Linked DNA regions of Mus musculus: all the other regions are linked to region 2. Evidence: chromatin contacts called from public HiChIP or PLAC-seq and promoter capture Hi-C data. All regions are on one chromosome and are shown on one strand. The core of a region is the stretch at or near the end of the contact, and the rest is flanking DNA. Distances in the headings are between cores, read along the strand shown.

What was found. Promoter capture Hi-C pulls out the DNA fragments that hold promoters and counts their contacts. HiChIP or PLAC-seq counts read pairs in DNA pulled down with a chosen protein or histone mark.
Region 1: an H3K27ac HiChIP or PLAC-seq map of embryonic stem cells shows a contact between it and region 2, with 6 times the contacts expected there. The contact joins the enhancer-like site here to the promoter of Adamts6 in region 2. A contact is called at or near these places in 5 of 39 promoter capture datasets (the 3T3-L1 cell line, the C10 cell line, embryonic stem cells and 2 more), 1 of 15 datasets of contacts at CTCF or cohesin (pro-B cells), 7 of 484 Hi-C or Micro-C datasets (the G1E-ER4 cell line, cerebral cortex, embryonic fibroblasts and 4 more), 10 of 115 datasets of contacts at active chromatin or transcription factors (the 230-238 cell line, acute myeloid leukemia, bone marrow-derived macrophages and 4 more) and 1 of 9 other capture datasets (embryonic stem cells).
Region 3: a promoter capture Hi-C map of trophoblast stem cells shows a contact between it and region 2, with 4 times the contacts expected there. The contact joins the promoter of Shisal2b here to the promoter of Adamts6 in region 2. A contact is called at or near these places in 12 of 39 promoter capture datasets (the 3T3-L1 cell line, the C10 cell line, the HPC-7 cell line and 6 more), 7 of 115 datasets of contacts at active chromatin or transcription factors (astrocytes, double positive thymocytes, embryonic hindbrain and 3 more) and 2 of 9 other capture datasets (adipose tissue and pancreatic islet).

The regions. Positions count from the first base shown.
Region 1 is chr13:104,909,042-104,913,242 of GRCm38.p6, forward strand. No RefSeq gene overlaps it. Among named protein-coding and RNA genes, the nearest start is that of Gm41048, 3.6 kb to the right of the region's middle. Within about 2 kb of position 2,165, at least 9 of the 459 cell types and tissues checked have an H3K27ac peak or open chromatin away from gene starts, as enhancers often do. A contact at or near this core is called in embryonic stem cells, where this site is marked.
Region 2 is chr13:104,285,699-104,289,482 of GRCm38.p6, forward strand. Adamts6 (a disintegrin-like and metallopeptidase (reprolysin type) with thrombospondin type 1 motif, 6) reads left to right here and starts at 2,137. Exons shown (of 25, transcript NM_001081020.2): 1 at 2,137-2,302.
Region 3 is chr13:104,861,260-104,865,160 of GRCm38.p6, forward strand. It overlaps Shisal2b (shisa like 2B), which reads right to left and starts at 2,634. Exons shown (of 3, transcript NM_029984.1): 1 at 2,264-2,634. The coding sequence starts at 2,454.

The DNA of each region.
Region 1 (4,201 bases), core at 915-3,414, 620 kb after region 2:
GTGGTTTTGTTCCTTCGTTTTCCAGGCCCTGCCTGCATGCACAAAGGCGAGCACAGGTCCCAGTGCTGTTCACTGCCATCAGGTAGCAGCCGTCTTGACTTTGAGTGATTCCGAAATATCTTACATGTGTATGTGTGATCTGCACCTGCATGGTGTGAGGGCTTGTTAGAGCGTCCAAATTTTATTTGCTGATATTTCAGTTTTCTGTTCTGCCCTATGTCATAATTGATCTCTCTCTCTCTCTCTGTCTCTATCTGTTATTGACCCCCCTCAACACACACACACACACACACACACACACACATATATACCTATTTTTTCAGAAACACAAAAAATGATGAATTCTGAGTTGTGTAGGAAAAAAAACAAACAAACCATACAAACCTGTCAGAAAGTTTAAGCCATGATTCAATTGCCAGAGAATCAATGTATTAGAGATCATTTTCTATATAATTTTTTATGGTCTGGTATGAAATTTTTTCCCCTCCCAATAATTTCAATTTTTTTTCTCTGTAAAATCTTTTGACAGAACAATTTGGACAAATACGATTGTTTTAATCTTCCATTCCCTGGATAGTCCTCTGTCTCATCCTGCCCCACTGTCTTCATCCTGGTTACACAGATCCTAACTGGCCTTTCCATTTCCCATCTTCATCCTGGCCTTTTCATTTCCCAGCTTAATTCCCTTGGGTTCGTTCACTAGAAAGAACTTGAAAACGAGAGCAACTTGGTTCCCTGAAAAAAGCCATGGTAATCCTTTATGAGAACAAACCAGTCAGGCAACACCACTTAAAAGCAATGCTTTGTCAAGGTTACAGGAAACCTCCCTTCTGGAACCTTCTGGTGCATTCACAGATCCAGAGAAAGAGTGTGTGAAGGCAACGAGACTGAGGGCCACCAACCATGGCTGTCAGGCAGAGCTCTATTTCTCACTGTGAAGAAGTGAACTGTAAATTCTTGGGTTCATTTGACTCCTCTGAATTTTAACGACGAAGATTTTGTCTTTCATTCCTTTATAAAAACAGTGTCCGGGACCTTCTAGGTTGTGGGATCAAACTCAGCATATTCTCGACTACCATGGTGTCAGTTCTTGGAGTCAACATGCCACAACTAAATAAGATGGTGAAATCCCACACAAATCCTTCCCAGACTTTCTCATTATGTCTGCTCCAACTGCCTTTCTTCTCGTAGCACTCCCTTAGGAGCTCAGCCCTGTGGTCCAGGCAAACTCAGTCAACCTAGCTCCACATTTCCCTTCTCCTGGATTTCAGCTGACAGTGGTCTATTTGCTCTTTCTCACCCTTGCAACCTGTCAGTCCCTGCTACCTGACCCAGTTAATTCAATTTAAGTGTGATCTCATCTGGTTTTCCTCTTTCCTTTCCCAGCCACAAATGAGTCACTGCTCCTGCACAATACTTGGTTGATGCCACCCCTGTCTGCTCTCTCAGTCCAGGATGCTCTGCGTGTCCTTCCCACTTCCGTTTATATTTCATTCTGGTTTTAACTTAAGCCATTTCCTTAGGGAGGCCTTTTCTAACTCCCAAGTGTATTTTCCAACAACACTCTGACTACCATGAGAACGGTCATCACAATTCCTCTGGTGGAGTCTGCTCTCCAGTGTTCTTTGTGCTTCATGAATGTGAGGGCAAGTCTCCTTTATTTATCTCTTAATATTTAGGTACTGTATTGCAGAATGGCGCATAGCAGATGCAAAAAAAAAAAAAATCTGTCTTCCAAGTGGTGTTGAACAAACTCAGTTTTAATGAAACATATGTTATTATGTTCCTACCATGTCCCAAGCAGGGCTGTAAACATATGTTATTATGCTCCTACCATGTCCCAAGCAGGGTTGTAGGTGCTCAGGACATATCAGTGCACAAAGAATATGGGGATCCCAGGGCTGGTGGGGGTAGCTCAGTTGGTAGAGTATATCTCTACTATTCAAGAAGCACTGGGCTATATCCTCATCATTACATAGACCTAGGTGTGGAAGTGTACCCTGTAATCCCAGTCTGTGGGAGGTGATGGCAAGAGAAGCAGATATTTAAGGTTATTCCTGCCAATTCATCCTTGGAGCCTGGAACCAGCTGCAGGTGATGATGTGCAGAATAGGGCGTAATCTCCAGAATAGCTCCAGGGCCTCTCAGCAGGTAGCAGTATCTTGAAGAGGAACAGCCAAGGTGGCAGAACATTAGAGTGATCTAGGGAGGAAGGCTCCACCCTAGATAATCTCCTTAGTGGCAGCAAGGTCAGGTTCTGGCTTAGCCTGTTTCAGGTTTTTGGGAGGCTACATCTCCTCCCTGTTATTAATATTAATAAAAAGCTGGACTGAGGTATAAAATTTATTTATGCTCCATAGTCCTGCCTGGGAATTATGGTGGCTGGCGGCCGTGCCTGCCTTAGGATCTCAGATCCTCTCGAACCATCCAATTCCGTTATCAGAAGTTACATGCAGTGAGTTTGTGTTATAATTCACACAAACATGGCTCTATGGTGTAATATCAACGGCCACTGCCTTTTGGCATGTACCCCTGTCTTAGATTGGTATGATCTGGGATCTGGTTGCCTGTCATTGGCTAACTGGCCCTCATAGCGCACCTTATTCCCAAATCAGACCAAAGGGACAAGACAATATGTACTTAGAATTCTTGATGAAAATTAATAACTGCCACCTGCAAGCTGTTGGGGGCGGGGATGCACACCTGCTGCAGTCAGGCTGAAGGGCGTTGACTGACCTGCTTGAAAACAAAGTCTAGACAGTGAAAGGCACACTACAAAAGCTTCTTTTGGGGAAGTCCAGATACTCCATTCATTTGCAAATTAGCAACGATCAGGCTAGACCTAGAGCTCCGGGTGTGGAGGAGGTGACTTTGAGAATTGCAGAAAGGCTTACAGCTTCCCTGGGAGTGGAGGCTGTGCTTTAATTTAATTTTTTGGCTAAAGAGGATTTTTAGCCATAATCAAGGTTAGAGTCATACTTGCTAGAAGATTCAGGATCTGTGTCTAGTTGACGAACTAATCTCTCAGGCAGCCATTGAGCTCCATCTTCTTTTTGTGAAAAAACACAGACTGAGCCCCTTCCCCAGATTAGAAGAAAAGAAGGAGAAGAAGCCAAGGAGGAGGAGGAGGAGGAGGAGGAGGAGGAGGAGGAGGAGGAGGACGAAGAAGAAGAAGAAGAAGAAGAAGAAGAAGAAGAAGAAGAAGAAGCAGCAGCAGCAGCAGCAGCAGCAGCAGCGGAGCATTGGATGGTTCTGAAATCAGTTTTATAGGAGAGGCAGAAGTAAGAGCCTGTGCCCAGTGGTTTAGGAGAAAAGGAGAAACATGCAGGATTAATGAATGCATGAAACCCTATCACCTCCATCTCCTCCTCCCATCTGCTGTCGTCATTATATCAATATCTTCCCTGTGTCTTCTACATTAGGTAGGTCTGGAAGACAGGACAAGGCTGTGTCTTTAAAACTGCGTAGCTGGCGTAGGTACATAGCTTATACTCAATAAATGTTGGTTGAATGACAACAAATATTAAATGAACATAGTCTTGGGGAAAGCTATTGTTACTTATCTTACTTACCATCCTATTCTACTGTTACTTATCTATTTGATGCCCTCAATTATTTTCCAATAATGACCATACCTCACCCACCCACCTCTACCACTGTGGCCTCTAACTGCCCAGCCCGCCCTTCCTTCTCTTCTGATCTCACCTGCTTGTCAGTGTGCCCATATTAAGTCTGTCCCCTAGGAAGGTGAAGGAAGTACAGGATAGCTAGGGTTGTTCGAGAACCCCACATCGGGAGCCTATTATTGAATTGCAGTCCTCATGGGTGAAAGTCACTAAAGACATTCTGATACTCAGTATGCAGGGCAGAGAAGCCAGGTTTCCTGGTACAGCTGAAGGAACTTGAAATAGGAAAATATGCTGTTTTCTTCATTTAACCTGAATTGTAAATGTCCAACAAGAGTATTTTTTTTATCTTTCAAAAGGTAAATATTTTAATTATTTCATCCTGGAAAGCAGACATTTATTTCTCAAGCTGCAAATCAATATACATGGAAAATATCACTTGACAAAAAGCCCACTCATTCCACAAATTTACTATATTTTTCCTAAAATACTGGAATAGTAACAGTTAAAGGAAAACATATTTTGATCACCATATTTCCCTTAAATATATACTGGTAAGAAAATTACTACCCTGA
Region 2 (3,784 bases), core at 887-3,386:
AGAACTGGTATTTAGAACGTGCCTCCTCCTTATTTACATCCCTCAGGTCCAATTTCATTTTCTGGTTCTGACCATAGGAAATTGACTGGGTGTTAATTAAAGACTGGAATTTCAAGGCTCAATTTCCCCTCCCCCAACCTTGGCAACCCTTAAACAATTCCCAACCCCGCACTCCACAATACAGACAGATAAATGATGCGGCAGATTACACAGCTGAAAGGCAATATTTGTCCTGAGCTATTTTCGATTTTCTTCCTGTTTCCGATACTTTCGCCAGACATTGTTTGCTTGCTTAGGACTTGGAAAGTGCAGTGGGCATATTTTTTCTCTATGGTTTAATGCCAGGGGCTTTTTCCTGGTAAATGAAAGTGAAAGTGCTATGTCGGGGTGGTATTTTATCTTTAAAGGCTGAACTGGCAGCTGATGTGGAGGGGGAGGTGGGATTGGAAAGCAAGAAGAACCGGTTCTAAATGTTTTGTTTGTTTATCTTGAGATCTCAGCAGGGCTCCCGTGTTGTCGCTGCGGCCCCCACCCCCAACCTTTTTAGGGGGCTGACTTAGGCTTTATTTTCTTTTGAGCAATCATTGAAGTTTCTTTCAATCTACTACAAACAAGCAAAAACAAACAAACAAACAAACAAACAAAAACAACTAAAACACCCCCCCCCCCCGCCCCCTCACTTGTGGCTTTCCCTGGTGCAGTTTAAAACACCATCTAGTCTCTCATCTGGAAATAATGCAATACTCCCCACCCCCTTTTCCTTTTATAGGTCCACATAACCTGAAGTCGATAATCACATGGAAAATGTGCAGGTCTCAATTTCGTTTCCTTTTTATTCTTTTGGTGGTATTTTCACTTGTTGAAGTATATATTCAACACACAGGCGTTTTGTTCATGTCTTTAAGTCTTGAAATTTTGCTCTACTGATCTGACTCCTTACATGACAAAATTTATGAATAACTTTTAAATATTTACTGCAGAAATTAAAATAAAACAAACAAACAAAAGTCAGAGAATGACACCAAAAATTCTAACAGTGACATTAGTCTACCCACCCCATCCCCCACCCCCTACCCCGTGCCTTTCCTTTTTCCAAGAAACTGTAAATAACAAACCAGACAAGACTCCGCAAGAGGTTAGAGGAGGAGGAAATAGGCGGGGTGGGTTAGGGGAGAGAGGTTAGAGGGCCGGAGTTTCTCTCATTCACAGGGTGGAAAAGTTGACATTGTCTAAGCCCTTCTGAATGGCTGGTGGTTGGATACCCCGATTGTACCTCTACTTCCCCTCCCCCTCCACGTGACGACCCAGGACACATGCGCACCCGACGCAGCCGAGGCACATCTGCAGACTGACGTCAGTTTGTTCTGCCTCTGAGGAAAGCTGCCAAAATTTTCTTCTGCTGCAATTGAAGTTGGCTTGGGGCCGGCAGTGAGCTCGAGGGCTACTTCAACAAAACTTTTCCTGCCCTTCCTGCTCCTCTTGTCTTCTCTCTCCTGATACCTTTTGATGCTCTGCACATGTTATTTGCATAGCAAAGGCACTAAGCTGTCCAGGAAGAGAGGGCACCACTTCCACCCCTAATAAGCCTTTCCCCTCCTCTTTCTTTTTTCCTTTTTTTTTTTTTTTGAGGGGGGGTGGGTGGGGGGAGGGAGGGAGTTGGGGGTTGCAAAGCACTTCTCAGGTTGATAGCCTTGGATGTATTGAACGGATTTTTTTCTTTTCTTTTCTTTTTTTCTTTTCTTTTCTTTTTTTTTTTTTTTAACTGCCAAATCGGAAAGTCTGTTCTTTAAAACTCCAGTTAGCGAGACTATAGGGTTTTATTCTGGCTGCAGAATAACTGGCTGGTGTGGCTTTGCAAGGGGGGGCGGGCAGGCAAAAAGAAAAGACAGAAAAGAATACGTGAGTCGTCCAGTGCAATCTCTATTGTTTGAAATTTACTTTTTATCAGAATTTGAAGATGAAAACGGTAAGGAAGACTTCACAATATTCAATGAAACCTTAAAAAAAAAAACCCAACAACTTGTGCTTTGCTTATCTTCCGAAAAACGCTTAGATATTCTCTCTCTGTCTCTCTCTCCCTCTCCCTCTCCCTCTCTCCCCTTCTCTCCCTCTCTCTCTCTCCCTCCCCCTCTTCTCTCTCTCTCTCTCTCTCTCTCTCTCTCTCTCTCTCTCACTCTCTGTGTTGTGTCTGCGCGCGCGTGCGTGCTTTATGGCAAGAAGTGAGTTTCACTAAACTCACATTACAGATAGAAATCTTTTAAACTCTAGTCTACTCGTGGATGTAAAATTCCGGGGCTTACAGGTATTTTATAATGTGAAAATACGCGCTTATTGTATGAATTTGCATGTTGTGCGAAGTGGACTTGATTATGATCATCGTGGACTTTTAACTAATCACCAGATAGCGTGGAGAAGGTAATGATGATGTGTGTTTTTAATCGATTTCCAGACTTATGAAATTGCCTTCTGAGAATCCGTTTCATGTCAGTGTCTTTAGTATTCAGACAAGTGCATATTTCATGCCTGTGCTCTCAGGGTAGCAGTAGTGTGCTGGCTGAGCACCGATGCTCTAGGATATGTTAAGCTCTTAATAGGCTAATCAAAGAGATGAAAGCGTGTGGTTTTGATTTACTTTTGCCCACTTGGGCCATGCTAGACTCATAACTCTCTGGAGCCTTGTTTATCAGAGTATGTCTGTATATATGGTATATAAGACTGAAGTTCAGTGACTGGGGAGAGAGAACAAGAGTGCTGAAGGGAGTATTGGAAAATCTTTCTGATAATATATGCTATAATTCATGTTTTTGATAAGCTGTCCACTTGTATTAGGGGCAAAGAGAGCAAGCCAGAGTAAGAAAGCACACTGAGAGGGAACAAGAGAGTAAGTTTCTTACTCTTGTTTTTATTTGAGCTGCTGGTGCAACGCGTTTGGGCCAAATGCCAACTGTCTGGGTCACACGCGTTTTATCCAAATAGATTTAGCGCTGCTGTCTGGAAATGGGCTGCTGAATGTTAACTTTAGGATCAACTCAACCAGGGCAGCTCAGACTGTTACCCTCTGTCTGGATGAGGTGGAATGGGAAGGGGGGTTGTGTGTGGGAGGGTGTGCAGAGAAGAGGGGAGAAAAGGGAAACCAAACCATTGCTTGGAACTTTAAAAAAATACACTGAATATAATTTTCAATTTACTCTCTTGTGTTCAGAATTTTTGTACTATTTTTTCTTTCTTTTTCATTTCTTTTCTTAAGATTATTTTGATTAGACTGAACTATTTAGTGGTGAATTTGGAGCCCTTAAAATTCATGACAGGGAAAGAAAGGCAATGTAAAACTTAAAGGCGTCTTAGAAAATTAATTTTGAAGATGATTATTTTCCCCAAAGCAGCAGTGCAGCCTTGTTTATATTAACCTGATGCTTACATGTGAATAGTAGTGATGTTTTTGGAGTGTGCTACATTAAAGCAAATCATTCATTTATCACAACTGGCAGCAAATTTTTCTGTGTAGTTATATTAATATTTTTTGTTATTCCTCAGAGTAAATCTTCCAATCATTTAAGACTGAAATATTGTAAATAATTTTTATGTTTAGTCTAAAAACCTGCAAAATTTCTCTCTATTCTTGTCTGTTTTTACTACTTCCTCTTCATTTCCTTAGCAACCAAAAGTAGCTACTAGTGGTTTAGGGTGGGTCTGTGTGCCAAATCTTGCTGTTTGTGAGCTTAGCAACAGATGAATTGAGTTATCATATTGAGGAAAGGTAATAGCATATTTGGATTTTGTGGGA
Region 3 (3,901 bases), core at 1,384-3,883, 580 kb after region 2:
TGTGGACAGATCCCTGAAATGAGAATCCCAGTTGCTGAAAAATAATTTTCAAAGTAAAAAGTGACTTAGTAAATTAAAATGTGCTAACCTAATGAAACGGAGCGTATACATCATGAATGTTTAATGCACGAGGTTTTAAAAGACTCCACAGTGTGGAGGAAACTCCAAAGGTATGTTAACTGCTGCAGCGCCACGGCCCCATATTACAGAAGCATTGCTTTGTCCCTGAAGACCTTCATGTAACGATGGAGATCCAGGAGTCCCTTAAGTTGGTCATGTCAACAAATACTTATTCAGCATCCATTCATGAATGGTTCTGATAAATAAGCCTCATTTTCTTAAGACCTGGAAAAGGTTACTGAAGTAGACTCTTTGAATTTAGGGTTTTAGAAGAGTAGGGAAGAAATGAATGGGGCAGACACTGGAAAGGGAGAATTGTCCTTCCTAGCATTCCACTGTTAGAAAGTGTGAGAAGCTGTCGGCACATCCATATAGCCATTCTCCTACTTAGCACCTGCCCTCGCCTCAAGGTAGCTCTGGCTGCCTGTCTCTAGCAGCTGTGGAATCTCAGTTCCAAAGCTACTGACTTCTGTAATATGTTTCGCAGTTGGAGTATTTTAAATTAGGATCGAAGAGCAAAGAATAGAAGAGAAATGAAGCTCTCATAAATGTATCCTCCTGTGGCGTTTCCAGAGCTCAGCAATTCACAGGAACCCCTGGTTCAATGTAGCCAACTGATGCCCCCAGTTAAAGTGATTTTCCTATTTCCCCTGACACTGGACTAACTATCTGTTTTGTCCTGATGAAGATAGACCCCAGAAGGCTGATCCCTCCTTTGTGTTCTCGAAAACCTCAGGAATGTTCAATGGCCCTTTCTGCTTGTCACTGTGGCATCTAGAGATCTGAAGATCTTGGGCACCATTTTCAATAGAGTTTGATTTGGGCATTGCCAGGCTCAGTTGGCACTAATTCTACCCTCATCAACACTTTCAAGCACTCACAGATGAATGACTGTCTGAGCGTGTCTAGAAAAGCCCAGATAACAGGACAGTCCATCACTTTCTTCCCCCAAATAATCTATTGAGGACAAAATAAGTTGACATAATGTTCTGCCAACTTTGTCCTACTTTGTTTGCTATTGATCTGACATGTGTGTCTAGTTCTCGATTGTAATGAGAAAGTGATGTGATAGTAACTCATGCTAGCTAATTCTCTCTCTCCCTGCCTCCCCCTCCTCTACACACACACACACACTCTCTCTCTCTCTCTCTCTCTCTCTCTCTCTCTCTCTCTCTCACACACACACACACACACACACCCTCACACACGCTCACACACACAATTTATGTTAGGAGTTTAAGTTCTTTCCTATAATATTAAGATTCCATTCATTCTGTACACAAAAGAAAAGAATCAAATTTAAAGTTTCTAAGTTTGCAGTCTTCTAGAGGGAGCATTTCAATGTGAAAACAAGCATAAAGTCTGAACAGAAATAAGCGGGGGGTGGGGGTGGGGGTACAATGTAGGAAAAAGAATCAAGAAAGGCTTGTCTTTGAAAAGTGACCAGACGTCAAGCCATGGTCAAATGGTTCAGGTGCGAGGGAAGGGTGTCTAGAAAGGACACACTGTGTGTAAGCAGAGTAACTCAAGCTCTTCCTTCCGTGCTCGACCCTTCAGTCTGGTTGTGCAGTGTCAGTGTCCGAACCGCTGAGAAGAGCAAGTTGTAAAGCCTAGTTGTATGTAGCACCTACTCAAGCCAACACACAAACACACACACACACACACACAGAGAGAGAGAGAGGGAGAGAGAGAGAGAGAGAGAGAGAGAGAGAGAGAGAGACCCCAGCTGCCCAGTGACTCTAAGTACTCCATTGGTCCAATACCTCAACCTGGGTTCCAAAGAAGCGTCCTTTCCATTCAAATGTACCATATCAACAAATACCTGAAGAGGAATTAAAACCTCCAGTCTTGTTAGTAGAGTTTCCAGCTCATCTCACAAGCAGTGGTCCCTGGGGTAGCCTGGGATATATACAGGGTTCTCATTTGTCTCCAGGGTTCTCTGCAGAAACCATTCAGAAATCTGGCGCCTTGGCACGAGGACCTGAACCCAGCCGGAGCTAGACTTCCCTGATTCCAGCTTTGTGTCTTTCACTGGTCACTTTCCCGGGTCTAGAAGGAGGTTGCCCTGCCCAGCCCTGCCCAGCCCTGCCCTGCCCTGCCCTGCCCTGCCCTGCCCTGCCCTGCCCTGCCTTGCCCTGCCCACCTGAGGCTCCACATGTAGCTGTGCTTGTAGGGGAAGTAGCTGCCCGGCTCGCTGCAGCAGTACTTGAGGTCTGCGAAGCCGCAGCAATAGAGCAGCGCGGCCCCATCGCCGCGCTGCGGGCACTGGAAAGGCTCCACGAAGCTGCGGTTGAGGCTGTAGTAGCCCGAGCACAGGCGGCTGCTCTGGCTCATCGCCGGCGGCCGTGCTCAGGATCCCGAGGTGCGTGCGATGTGTGCTCGGACTGCGCTCGTCCCAAGCCCAGGCAACCCTGGGCGCCTCCTGCGATTTGGGGTCCAAGTGCCTGGCACTCAGCCTCTGAGCCCTCTCCGCTCTACCTCCCGCTGTCCACGAGGTGCCGGAGCTCTCTGCTCTCACCGCTGGGTCTGGTCTCTGAGTGGTCCCTTTCTCTGATGGCCCAGCCCTCTGCCTCTTCTCCCTCTCCGGAACTCCGACTGTTTTCTTTGCTCTCTACGGACTCCCTTCCAGTTTCATTCTCTTCATCACAACCTGTAGCAGTCTTCACATCAGAAGGATCTCTGTAGAGGGAACAGCAGAGGTGGGCTTGGGTGCAGTTTACACAGGTACAGCCAAAGTGTCATGGCACTTTGTTTGCCCAGTGACATGGCAAATGGGGTCTGGCTTGCAAAGGCTTTACCTGGGTGGACTACTAATCCAGGTTGGGGAGCAGGCTAGTAAAAGGGCCTCTGATTAGCTTTAGTGAGAGTACAGGGTGTTCAAAGTCAGGTAACAACATTCTCTTAGAAAAATTAACTGTGGGTGTTTTAAAAAAACATACAGTGGCACCCCCATGTTCACCTAAACTACATGGAAAAGGGAGGAAAGGCAAGAGATGGTGGAAAAGAAAGTGAGAAGCTTCCAGAAAGTGAAGCAGAAAGGGGAAGACTTTCGGTCACTTCTGAAGTGCAGAAACCACTTTTTCCGTTGATTCTCATTTTCCTAAGCGATTTGTCCAGTCTTTTGAAATAACATTAGCGATGTGTCCTTGTTGTAGCAAGTCAAACAATACTGCGGGGGGGGGGGGGAGGATAAGAACAAAAATAACAATAGCTTTCACTGGAAGCTAGTGCCTGCAGAATTTCCAGGGCAGAGCACTGTTCATTTTCTTTTCTTTTTTTTTTTCTTTCCATTTTTTATTAGGTATTTAGCTCATTTACATTTCCAATGCTATACCAAAAGTCCCCCATACCCACCTGTTCATTTTCAAATTCTGCTTCCTTCCTTTGGCCAGGGGCTTGATTGGAAGGCAGACATCATGAACTTGTGTGCTGGATATTTTTCTAGTCTTATAAATATTTCCCAGCCATGCTCTGGGACACAGCTACTTGGAAGCAGTTTGATTCTTTCCAATTTGTTTTTAAACCTTGTTAGGCGGGGCCAGCATGGGCCTGGGGACTACATTTTTCCCTACAGAAACCAATGCTTTCTGAATATTCTACTCCATGCATTCAGAATCGCAGTTTACCAGTGGCAGCAGACCCCACCACCTCCAGATCTGTCGGAACTTTTTACTTGATCTTAGCCAAAAAGCGTAGAAGCAGGAACTTTAAAGACCATTCTCTCTACTCTTTTCAATGTTTCTTTCCCCAGCCTCAGACAGCTTCCTCCCCTATGTATACA